4 separate regions of the Mus musculus genome follow, and regions 1, 2 and 4 are each linked to region 3. A link is a contact called in public Hi-C and promoter capture Hi-C data. All regions are on one chromosome and are shown on one strand. Each heading gives the region's core, a stretch centred on a gene start, on an enhancer-like site or on the middle of the called end of the contact. The rest is flanking DNA. Distances are from core to core; before and after follow the strand shown. Region 1 holds the start of Rpl11 (ribosomal protein L11). Region 2 holds the start of Pithd1 (PITH (C-terminal proteasome-interacting domain of thioredoxin-like) domain containing 1). Region 3 holds the start of Cdc42 (cell division cycle 42). Region 4 holds the start of Asap3 (ArfGAP with SH3 domain, ankyrin repeat and PH domain 3).

Region 1 (2,876 bases), core at 280-2,779, 1.3 Mb before region 3:
TGGCCATAGTAACAGACACAGGTTAGCAAGACTGTTACATTCCTTGAGAGAGAAAAATCTCAAATGTAGCCCAGGCTGGCCTTGAACTGGCAGCAATCCTCCTGCTTCAGCCTGGGTAATGGGGTTACAGTTGTGGGCTATCAGGCCCAACCAATGATTATGCTCTAATTGGGAGACTAAAACTGACAAAAGCCAGTGTTTTCAAAATGCTGACTGTGGTCCTAAGAAACAGTATCCAAACCCAATCACAGACCACCCACAACCACACTAGCAACAGACTCCATGTTTCTAGCAAGGTAACTCCTGTCATGTGGCCAAACAAGGGAATCACAATTCATTTTAAGTGAGTTGAGGCAGAGCCAGAAGTTAAGAAGCACTGGTGGGGGGGTGTTGGAAAGATGGCTCAGAGGTTTAACAGGTTCTGAGGACCTACACGGTTGTTCACAACCAACAGAAACGGGATCTGATTCCCTCTTCTGTCATGTGGGCATGCATGCAAACAGAGTACCCATGCACACACACACAAATACAAATAAAAGCATGGATAGGACCTCATGCCAACAGTGTACGGTATTAACCCTGTTCTTAGCTGTCAACCAGGCCCACGACAGCTCACGTTATAAGTCCATTTGCACCCGTGCTCCGGTCAGATGAAGCAAGCTTTCCAGATCCACTCCTCTCTGGTCAGCCCACCGCCACTCACCTTTGGAGAACACCGGGGTCTGGCCTGTGAGCTGCTCCAACACCTTGGCTGCCCGGGTCAGTCTGTCTCCGCTCTCCCCGACGCAGATATTGAGGCAGAGCTTGCGGATGCGCAGTTCCCGCATGGGGTTCTCCTTTTCCCCTTGATCTTGCTGCGAAGAGGGACACAGCCATCAACACCCTCCCGCCCCGTCAGAGACGAGAAACAGCCAAGGTCTTCTCCGCTCTGACTTCTATCGTCCCGGATCCCGCCTAAGCCCTCGGGACCACCAAGGTCTCCGCGTTTGGAAGAGAACGAACACAGAGAGAGAGCCTGAATCCCAAGCGGATCCACGAGTAGGGAACAGACACTAGAGATCGTAGAAAGTATACAATGTAACCCTAATCAAAACTACAGGAAGTACCGGCCTCTGCGCCATGCCGTCCCCCTTCCCAAGCTAGCACGGGTCCTGCGAGTAGGACTCGCAGAAACTCCCCAGCACCACACAAGCTGCAAGTGTCCCCTTGGCCCCGCCGTGGACCTCCGCACGTCGCGCTCGCACTTCCGGCAGCCCCCAGACACTGCGTCTGGGCCCTCGGGGCTGCAGACCTGAGCCCCATTCTTAGGATGGGCGGCGATGCGGCGGGGGTGCCCCACGGCCGCCCAGTCCCGCCGGGCTTAATGCCAACAGCCTCGCGGGCTCCGTCCTCCTCCGGCCACCCGCGAGACAGCCGCCCTGGGCTCCGCCGACTGCGGATGGAGACGGATGAAAGCGAGGCAAAGCCAACTCTCGCCTACTCACCGCCATGGTGGAGAACAGGAAGAGAGAGGGAGACTTCCGGCCCCGTGGCCTTATGGGTCAGGAGGCGGGCTTTTCTTCTAGGCAGACAAACGAGGGGAGAGGGGGAAAGAGAGGCATAGCTGTCGTGGCGCTGCCACCTCTAGTGGACTGTCCTCGAAACTGCAGTCATCTTGGGCAAAAGACTAGGTCGTGGGTTGTCCGATGCTGGTATGTTCTTGAGTCCATGACTCCAAGAACAGTCTCAGAACCTGGTGGTTCTTGAGTGATGTCACTGCCCAAAGTCCATTAAATCAGTTGAGCAAAGGGCTAGAGAGAAGGCTTTACAGTTAAGAACAAAATTCCCGGCATGAACACGGTATTTCAAAACTGGTTGTGCCTCCAGTTCCAGGGAGACAGATCCCTCTTCTGGCATCTACAGGCATCAGGCCATGTGTGCATACAGGCAAAACACCCATATAAATAAAATAATTTTTATAAATAAATAAGCTGAGACGCCAGGCAGTGGTGGCGCACGCCTTCAATCCCAGCACTTGGGAGGCAGAGGCAGGTGGATTTCTGAATTCTGGTCTACAGAGTGAGTTCCAGGACAGCCAAGGTTAGACTGAGAAACCCTGTCTCGAAAAACAAAAACAAAAACAAAAACAAAAAAATCAGCTGAGGCTGGAGAGACAGCGCAGTAGTTAAGAGCACTTGACAGCTCTTCCCAAGGTCCTGAGTTCAATTATCAACAACCACATGGTAGCTCACAGACATCTGTAATGGGATCTGATGCCCTCTTCTGGTATGCAGGTGTACATGCAGATAGAGTACTCATACATAAAATAAGTGCGAAGATAAAAAGAAACCATACAGATTCTAGACCCTTTACTTTGTAACTATGTTAACAAGTATACAAATCAGAGTAGTGGCTTAAATCAGCTGTTCCAGTCTGATGCCCTTGTCTTCCTTCTGAGGACCCCAGGCACACACTTACAAGGACATATGTGCAGGAAAAACTTAAATACAGATAAACTAATAAATAAAAAGTAAATTTTGAAAATAAGAGTCCTGAGCTGTGAATACAGGCAGGTGTGGGTTTGATCCAACTAGCTAGTTACTAATTAAAATTACTTCTGTCTGTTTTCCCCTTGTGTAAAACAGCTACTTCTGTGTCATGGGTTACTGTGTAATTCAGTGAAGTATGTAAGTTGTTACTTTTATAATTAAGTCAAGCCTACAACATCCAAGCAACACCCACCTTCCAAAAGAAGTATTAGACATGGTAGCTAAAAAGAAAAAGGACATCAGAGGTGAGAGAGAGAGAGAGAGAGAGAGAGAGAGAGAGAGAGAGATCTGACAATGGCTTACAGATGCTTCTGAGAAGAGATCATCAGTTACAGACTATAGGACACG
Region 2 (2,700 bases), core at 137-2,636, 1.4 Mb before region 3:
AGCCATCTCCATATCCCTGGAATAAAATATACCAGCAAAAGCTAGGTGGGAGTCTCCCGAGGGCCGAAGCCCTCACTACTCACAGTCTCATCTCCGAGGGGTGCGAGTCATCATCCTCGCCCATTATGATGACGCCTTTCAGCTTGACATTGCCCGTAAACCTGCCAGAATTCCAAAGAGAAGGTTGTCTACCTGGGATTGAACCCTGAGGACCAGCAGCCATGTGACTCTGACAAGACCCTTCCCTTTTAGCTCAGCTGACTCATCTGCCACCTGTAGTCCTTTCAAAGACCCTGTCATTCCATACCTCCAAGAAATGTAATCACCTCAATTATAATTCGACAAATGCATGTGTAGTCACACACACACACACACACAAGCTCCTATACTTACTTTCTCAAACCCACCAAAGAAAATCTACCCCATTTCTAGACACAGGTGTGCACTCTTGACATAGCCATCAAATGAAGTCATCCGAAGAGACAACTGGGTACAGCCCAGTTTGCCTGAGGCAAGAGCCAAGGAGATACTTACGGAATATTAAACAGGAGCTCTTCGTCCGCATCACTTTCAACAAACTGCGGTGCATGGGGAGGAAGCAACAGATATCTGCTGAGAAACTACAATTTCAGGCATCTGGCCTCCCTGTTCTACAAACTGAGTCGCGATGCAAATGGACCTGTCCCAACAACCCGCGCCCAGGTCCTCATAGCTGGGAGCTGCTCAGTCTCCATATTCTAATCACCACGGCCCCTCTTAGAGGGATTCTAATGGGGGTTTCCCAGGCTGCGAACTCAAAAGACCAGTGCTTCTGTGTACCCTTCTGGAGAACCTTCAAATGGCTCTCAAAGGGGTCTGGGTTCCAGGTTAGAAGTACGGATCGCGACCCCAGGCCAGGTGAGGCCATCGGACAGCCATCTGGACCAATGGTCAGAGGAAGAGACAGCAGTCCTCTCTGCTCTCCTCCCTCACATGCCCTCGCCGCCTCGGAAGGGAGGTAAAGCGCCCACCTTGCTCCTCTGGGCCTCAGTTTCCCTGTCTGTCTACCCTGCGAGGCCCCGGGGCTCCCGGGCCGCCCACCTTGGAGCGGTCGGTCCGCTCCTCCCACGGCTTGAAGACGCCGCGGCCGCTGCCCTCGCGGCTCTCGTTGAGGCACTGCAGTCGCTCCAGGTCGATGCGCAGGTACAGCCCGTAGGCCAGGCCGCGCTGCTCGGGCGGCTCCTCGCGCTCAGCGGCGCAGCGACAGCCGCCCCCGCCGTGGCTGTGGCCGTGCGACATGGCGACGCCGCCCGCCGGCTCGCCTGTGACTCCCTCGGCACCGCCGCTCACCCGGAGCTCACTCGGCTCCGCGACGACCGCCAAGCGCCGCCACCGAGGCGTCGTAAAAGGCGCCCCTGCGCGGCGCATGCGCGCGCGGCCCAGAGGGCGGGGCCGGGAGGGATTGACGTGGACCTGCGCCAGCAGAGCTGGACGCTGGCGGTGTCGCTCAGTGGTACCGTTCAAGCGTGGAAACTGTAGGGCTGGGGACGCGTGGCAGGGACGCGAATCCTCCCCTCCCGAGCCAAAGCGTGCGCTTTCTTCCCTAGCGGCCACCTTTCTCCGGCGTGGTGGATAAGGCGGGGCCGACAGCACAGCAAAGCTTGCCTCCTCTCTCCCCCTGACGCCCTGTTAACCTCATCTGTTTACCCCCTACTTTCTCCCGCCTCTTTTCCTTCTCTGTCTCCTTTCTCCGCCTTTCCTTCCATATTTTTAAGCTAGTTTCTCATGTGCCCCAGGCTGACCTCAGATGATCTATGTACCTTCAACTCCTGACCCTCCTGCCTCCAAATCCCAAATTCAGGGATTAAAGGCACGCACCACCAAATCTGGTGTTAGATTTAATTAGTTACATTTATTATATATCTATCATGGGTCTATCTATCTATCTATCTATTTGGTGTCTTCTGTGGCTTATCGCGCTCTTTCCCTTAATAAAGTGTCTTACTACCTAGTTTTGGCTGGAACTATCTACTGAGCCTGGAACTCACTGTGTAGATCAGACTGGCATAAAACGCAACAGAAATCCATCTGCCTCCGCCTCCGGGGCGTTGGGATTGAAGGCATGGGCCATCCTGCTCAGCAGCATCATATTTTTTTGATGCAGTCTCTCACCGGACTCGAGGCTCACCATTTAGACTAGGCTAAATGGTCAGCGAGCTTCTAGGCTCCACCCTCCAAAGCTGGGCTTGCTGCTGGGCCTGTGCTTGGCTTTTATGTGACTGCTGGAGATTTGAACTCTGTCCTTGTGTTTCCACAGCAAATGCTCTTAGCCGCTGAGTCATCTTCATAGCCCATAGCTACCTTCTTGATAGAAGGTATACTCACCACCAGACCTGGGGTGAGAATGCTGGGTCTGTCCCTGACGGTGTGACACTAGGAAAATATCACCTTTTCCTATTCTGAGTCATTTTTCTCTGTTCCGTGGGCAGGATAGTATCTGTTGAGTAGTCACACTGAATAGTAAGGGAAGAATGTGATTCAAGAACTCAACATGTGGGCTGGAGAGATGGCTCAGTGGTTAAGAGCACTGACTGCTCTTCCAGAGGTCCTGCGTTCAATTCCCAGCAACCACATGGTGGCTTACAACCACCTGTAATGGGATCCAATGCCCTCTTCTGGTGTGTCTGAAGACAGCTACAGTGTACTCATATACATAAAATA
Region 3 (2,700 bases), core at 179-2,678:
AAATCCAAAAGCCCTTTTAATGGAAAAACTAAAGCATGCAACTTTGAAGTTGCAATCCTAACAAAGACAAATCAGGGGTATGACGAAATTCTCTTTTCACCTCATTCTTCAAACCATGCACTGAAGTTGGGTTCTTTACATCAAGTAAGTCACAATTAGTGTGGCAAAGAATTGCTCCTGCAATTCACCCGAGTATATAGCCAAGGGGTCCTTTAAAGATCATACCTACACAAGTGGCTGCAGACAGTGTATATTCCCTGACCAAAATAACTTAAACCTAAGATTTTGAACCTTCGGTATTTTAGGTGCATCTCAGGCAGCCTGAAGACAGGCAACAGGATTTCAACAACAACAAAAAAAAATTGCCACCTTACTCTGAACCAATGTGCTGGGTTGACCCACAAAGGCCGCAAGATGCTGTCTTAATTTGAATAGCCCTGACTTGTAGGAGTTAAAACTCTCACCCCTTATGCTGCGATGACGTAATCTTCCACACTGAATTTCTCCCAGAGTTAAAGGGGTGGAAAGAGGAATTTACAAAATAGTAATAATAACCGACAAAGAAAATTTCCTGCTAGGAACGAGGAACTGAGTAAGTGGCCAGGCGGGGTTTCGGGAGGTGCTTAGGCAGGTCCCGGATGGCAAAGAGGCCGGCCCCGGCAGGAGAGCCCCGGGAGCCGCGGGGCAGGAGAGGACACGGCGCGGGGCTGGAGACCGCCGAGGGGCGCAGGCGCAGAGCCGCCCGGTCCGTCACCTCGGCCCCGGCCCGGCCCGGCCCTGCGGCCGCAGTTCCGCTCCCCTCCCCCGCCAGCCGCAACGCGTCCGTGGCGGGGCCGGGGAAGCAGGAAGTCGAGGCCCACAACGGAGAGACAGCCCCCGGCCTCCGACCCCGGTCCGGACCGGGCGTCTCCCACCCCGCGCCCCGGGGCCTCGGAGCCCGCGGGCGGCCGGAGGGGGAGGGGAGCGGGTGGGATGGGTGTGCCCGGTCCTCTCGCCGCCGCCGCCGCCGCCGCCGCCGCTGACAGCTCGGCCGGGCTGTGCCCTCGGCCGCCGCCATCCCCGGCCGCGCCGCGCCGCCATTCCAGCCCTAAGCCTCGCCGCGACCCCGCCTCGCTTCCCTCAGAACCCGGGCCGGCGGGCGCACGCGACCCCGGCAAGCCCTCCCTCGCGGCCCACCGCCCGCAAGCACCGGGATGCCCCTGCCCGCGAGCATCCTCGAGAACCGAGAGAGGACGGGGGGGGGGGGGACACGCGAAGGGGACCGGGCGGCGCAGAAGACGCTCCCGCAGGGAGGCTTCTCGGGCCCCGCACTCACCTCAGCTTCTCCGCCGGGGCGTTGGCAGCACTGCGCGGGGCCTCCTCGGCTGCCGGACAGGGGCACGCGCCTGACGTCAGCACGCAGGGGACGCATGGTTGGGTGCCCGCGGAAGTGGGAGGGACAAAGAGAGAGAAGGGGCTGAGGGCGGCTCGGGCTCCGCCCCTTGGCGCGCACGCGCGCGGGCTGCGTTCCTTGCATGCTCTGGTTGGCTCTCTGCGCCTTTTAACGGTATTTTTTATCCGTAATAAAACTATGAACAATGATGTGCACGGTGTTGTAACTAAAGTTTATTTTGAGTCTTGCAACTTCGTGAAGAAAAGTGTTGTAAATATGTTTTACTTTTATATTTTTGTTTATTTTATTGAGACAGGGTGTCATTATGTAGCCCTTGCTATCCCAGAATGGCTATGTAGACCAGGCTGTCCCAGAACACAGCAATACTACTGCCTCTGCTTCCAGAGTTCTGATATTTCAAGAAATGTACTACCATGCCTGAGCTGTCTCTCTCTTTTTTGTTGTTGTTTTTTGTTTTTTGACAAGAGTTTCTTTCCATGGGTAGCCCTAGCTGTATTGAAACTTGCTGTGGAGCCCAGGCTAGCCTGGAACTCAGAGAATCCCTTGCCTCTGCTTCCTGGGTGCTGGGATTAAAGGTGTGCATCACCATACCCAGGCTACCGGGTTTGTTTTGTTTTGTTTTGTTTTTAATAACTTGAGACGTGATCTCGTTTAGCGCAGCCTGGATTTGAATGCTTAACTAGGTACCAGAGGTTGATCTTAAACTGCTAAGCCTCTACCTCCGAAGTGCTGAGCTTATAGGCGTGCCCCTCCATAGCCTGCCTCTTTGCTTCTCTGAGAGAGGAAGTGACTTGCTGTGCACAGCTTTATCTGTCTGTTTTTGGAGTGGGAGTTGAGTATCACCCTCGGTTTTGTTTAGAACTAAAGACTTTCCCCCTCAAAAAAGTCCTACATTTACTGTCCCTGAGTGCTCTCCCCTGGCCCCTTTGGTTGGATCTGACCTATCAAATCCTTCTCTTCCCTGTCATCTCGGCGCCTGTTGAATAGCTGCCTTCTCTGGCCGTGTACTAGCTGCTGGAGAATAGAGAGCCTAGCCTTCTGTCAGATGCTCCCCAACATTAGAGGAACCTTATCTCAGTAATGTTCTCTTGCGGGCTGGAGATGTAGCCCAGTCGGTAGAGAGCTTGCCAAGAATGCACGAAGCCCCACGTTAGTGCCTCTACCACATTCATAATCCAAGCTCTGAGATGGATGGCTGTAATCCCAGCACTTGGGAGGTGGAAGCAGAAAAATCTATGGTGACCCTTGGTTGCATAGAAGATTCAGAGTGTCCTAGGATACAAAACATCCATTCTCAAAAAACAGGA
Region 4 (2,763 bases), core at 192-2,691, 1.2 Mb before region 3:
CCTTGGAACCCACGTGGGAAGGAGAGAGCCAACTCCTGAAAGTTGTCCTCTGCCCTCATGAGTTCAGTGTCCTGCATGTTGTGCACACATGAGTACACACACAAACACACACCCACACCCACACACCCACACACATTCATGCACACAGCAAATTTCTAAAACTGAAAATTTTAAAAAGGGGCTGGACAGATAGATGGCTTAGTGGCTAAAGAATGTTTGTTCTTGCAGATGACCCTGGTTCAATTCCCAACACCTACATGGTGGCTCACCATCATCTGTAACTCTAGTTCCAGGGGATCTGATGCTCTTTTCTGGCCTCCAAGAGCGCCCAATATTCATTCATAAAACCCCAGCAGAATAAAGATGATTATGAATGGGGTATGTGGAGTGAGGGATGGGGGGAGCAGCAGGTGACTAGTTTTAAACAGGGTGGTCAGGATAAGCCTTGTAGTAAAGTTTGAAATGTTTGAGCTAAACCTTGAAAAACAAAACCCCAAATCAAATAAACAAAAACCGAGGGAGGCAGACAGGGAGAAGCAAATTTGGAAGACTCAGCATTGGAGTCTGAAGGAACTGTTAGGGTCACTTAGCATCTGGTCTGGGGAAAGGGGACCAGACGCCAGGGGCCAGGTTGGGCGATGAAGGTGTCAAGAGGAAGCCTCTGAAAGAGCCCTGTGAGATGGACGAAGAAAATAAGGCTTTCAAGAAGAAGCAGAAAGAGTCCAAGGCAATGGGAAGGGCCCCTGGCTCACGGCTGGAATTAAGAAACCAGGCAAAACCAAACCACAACAAAAATACCTGCAAAACAACAACAACAACAACAACAACAAAATCCCGAGCTATTCTGTGTACCTGAGATAATAGTGAACCTCTCCCATTCTTACTTAAACTTATTCGGAGTTATGACATGATTCCTTTTAAAAACCAGAGGGGCAATTGATTCAATGGCACGTAGCTGGCTGATGGCGAAGATCTTATATGGCCTCGGTGGCACAGGCCTTGCCTTTAATCTCAGCACCGGTGAGGTAGAGGAAGACGACTGCTCTGAAGAACCTAGAGTTAAGGAGAAGAGAACAAGTGAACCAGGAGCCAGCCAGAACCAGGAGCCAGGCTCTGTGTCTGTGTGTGTGTGTGTGGTAGGCTTTGGAGGCGGGGCTAGGGAGGGAAGAGGATCGGGGACGGGGGCTGGGAGTCAAGAGCGGAGCCCCAGGAGAACTCTCCCCATCTGTAGGTCTTGGAGGCAGGGCAGAGTGGGGCCAACGCGAGGTTGGGGCGTGACCAGGGAGTTAGGGGCGCGGCTTGGATGTGGCCGGAGAGTGAGGGGGATGGGGGCGTGGTCAGGGAGTTACCAGCGAGTCGGGGCGTGGCCAGGGAGGTAGACAAGTGGTCTGGGGGCGTGGCCGGAGAGAGAAAGGCTGGCGGGCGGGGGCGTGGCGGAGTTAGTTAGGGGCGGGGCGGAGCAGGGAGTGAAGAGGCCTCGACTAGGACGCTGCGGGTGGTGAGACAGGCCCTGCGCAGAGCAGCTATACCAGCACTGTTAAGTGCAGCGTCCCCCGCGTTCCAGGCAGCTCCGGTGTTTTCGCCTCGTTCCCACCATGCCCGAGCAGCTCAGTGTCGCGGAGTTCCTGGCCGTCACCGCAGAGGACCTCAGTTCCCCAGCCGGAGCAGCTGCCTTCGCCGCCAAGATGCCCCGGTGCCGCGGGGCGGCGCTGGCACGGGAGGAGGTGAGGGGCCGAGGCGGGAGGGGACCTCAGGTCAACTTGGGGCCTGGCTTTGACCTTTGCAGGAATGCTTGGAGCTAGGATGGCTCTTCGCTGCGCTCCAGAAACCCGCCCCTCTTAGATCTGTGGGAACCGAGCTCATCTCAAACATCTGTGTCCCCAAGGTGGAGCCTGGGAAGAGAGGACCAGATGGGATCTCGGGGTCACCTCGATACAGACTCCACATGTTGGGGCACATCTCCCATATACTTTGGGCGACTTGCCCATTATATGTGTATTTGCTCAGCGGCTTACAGTTCTGTGTTTTCGTTTTAGAACCCCACAAATATGCAGCCCCTCAGGTCACTCCCTTTCTGAGAAGCAGGCTCAGTCCTGAACTTACCTCTCCCAGGCTGCAAGAGAGAGAGAGGAGGCCCCCTCCTCCTGGCTGCTGGTTCTGAGACTTGGCTTGCCTTGTGGAATGATTGTGAATGGGAAGGCGCCAGGAGCCGGGGTTCACCTTGGCTGCTGCGGGCCAAGTTTATAGGCTCCTCTCCCCTCCCCTCTCCTCTTTGTGTTTTCAGGCAAAGTGTCCCAGGCTCTTTCTTTCGCCCTTGTAGGCTGCCCCACCCCATTCCCAAGCTCACTGGAGTTCATTCCTCTTCTCTGGATTCGCTGCAGGTTTTCATCCCCTAGGAATACACTGGAGCAGAGAGCCTGTAGTCTGGGGCCAGACGGGGATAATATGAACCCAGCTCTCTTCTAGAGAATGCCCTGGGTTGAGGTGGCATTTTGGACTTCAGTGGTCAGTCTGGCCTTCTCTATAAGTTGTACCTACTGTGTGGCAGATACAAAGCTACCCAGAAATACCCTGAGCTGAGGTCTTAGGAAATCTCCCTTCCTCTTCTCCCCTGACTGGCTGGCTCTCTGTCTGGACTTTTTCCTCTTTGGTAAGGAAGGCAGACAATTATACAAAGACTGTCGGATTTCAAATGATGCATAGGTTCAGAGCCACCACGCCTCAGGACCCTTCAGCATCTTTAGGGATTTTATCCATCATCCT

The links. Promoter capture Hi-C pulls out the DNA fragments that hold promoters and counts their contacts. Hi-C and Micro-C count contacts between places; a contact is called where the count stands out from the background.
Region 1: a promoter capture Hi-C map of liver shows a contact between it and region 3, with 2.2 times the contacts expected there. The contact joins the promoter of Rpl11 here to the promoter of Cdc42 in region 3. A contact is called at or near these places in 2 of 39 promoter capture datasets (hippocampal neurons and liver).
Region 2: a contact with region 3 is called in a Hi-C map of B cells, with 5 read pairs. The contact joins the promoter of Pithd1 here to the promoter of Cdc42 in region 3. A contact is called at or near these places in 1 of 39 promoter capture datasets (liver), 1 of 484 Hi-C or Micro-C datasets (B cells) and 1 of 9 other capture datasets (liver).
Region 4: a contact with region 3 is called in a promoter capture Hi-C map of neural stem cells. The contact joins the promoter of Asap3 here to the promoter of Cdc42 in region 3. A contact is called at or near these places in 4 of 39 promoter capture datasets (the 3T3-L1 cell line, hippocampal neurons, liver and 1 more).

The regions. Positions count from the first base shown.
Region 1 is chr4:136,051,864-136,054,739 of GRCm38.p6, forward strand. It overlaps Rpl11 (ribosomal protein L11), which reads right to left and starts at 1,530. Exons shown (of 6, transcript NM_025919.3): 1 at 1,485-1,530; 2 at 704-854. The coding sequence starts at 1,490.
Region 2 is chr4:135,985,858-135,988,557 of GRCm38.p6, forward strand. Pithd1 (PITH (C-terminal proteasome-interacting domain of thioredoxin-like) domain containing 1) reads right to left here and starts at 1,387. Exons shown (of 6, transcript NM_025411.4): 1 at 1,081-1,387; 2 at 535-578; 3 at 84-161. The coding sequence starts at 1,278.
Region 3 is chr4:137,356,331-137,359,030 of GRCm38.p6, forward strand. It overlaps Cdc42 (cell division cycle 42), which reads right to left and starts at 1,429. Exons shown (of 6, transcript NM_009861.3): 1 at 1,316-1,429.
Region 4 is chr4:136,204,924-136,207,686 of GRCm38.p6, forward strand. It overlaps Asap3 (ArfGAP with SH3 domain, ankyrin repeat and PH domain 3), which reads left to right and starts at 1,442. Exons shown (of 25, transcript NM_001008232.2): 1 at 1,442-1,724. The coding sequence starts at 1,596.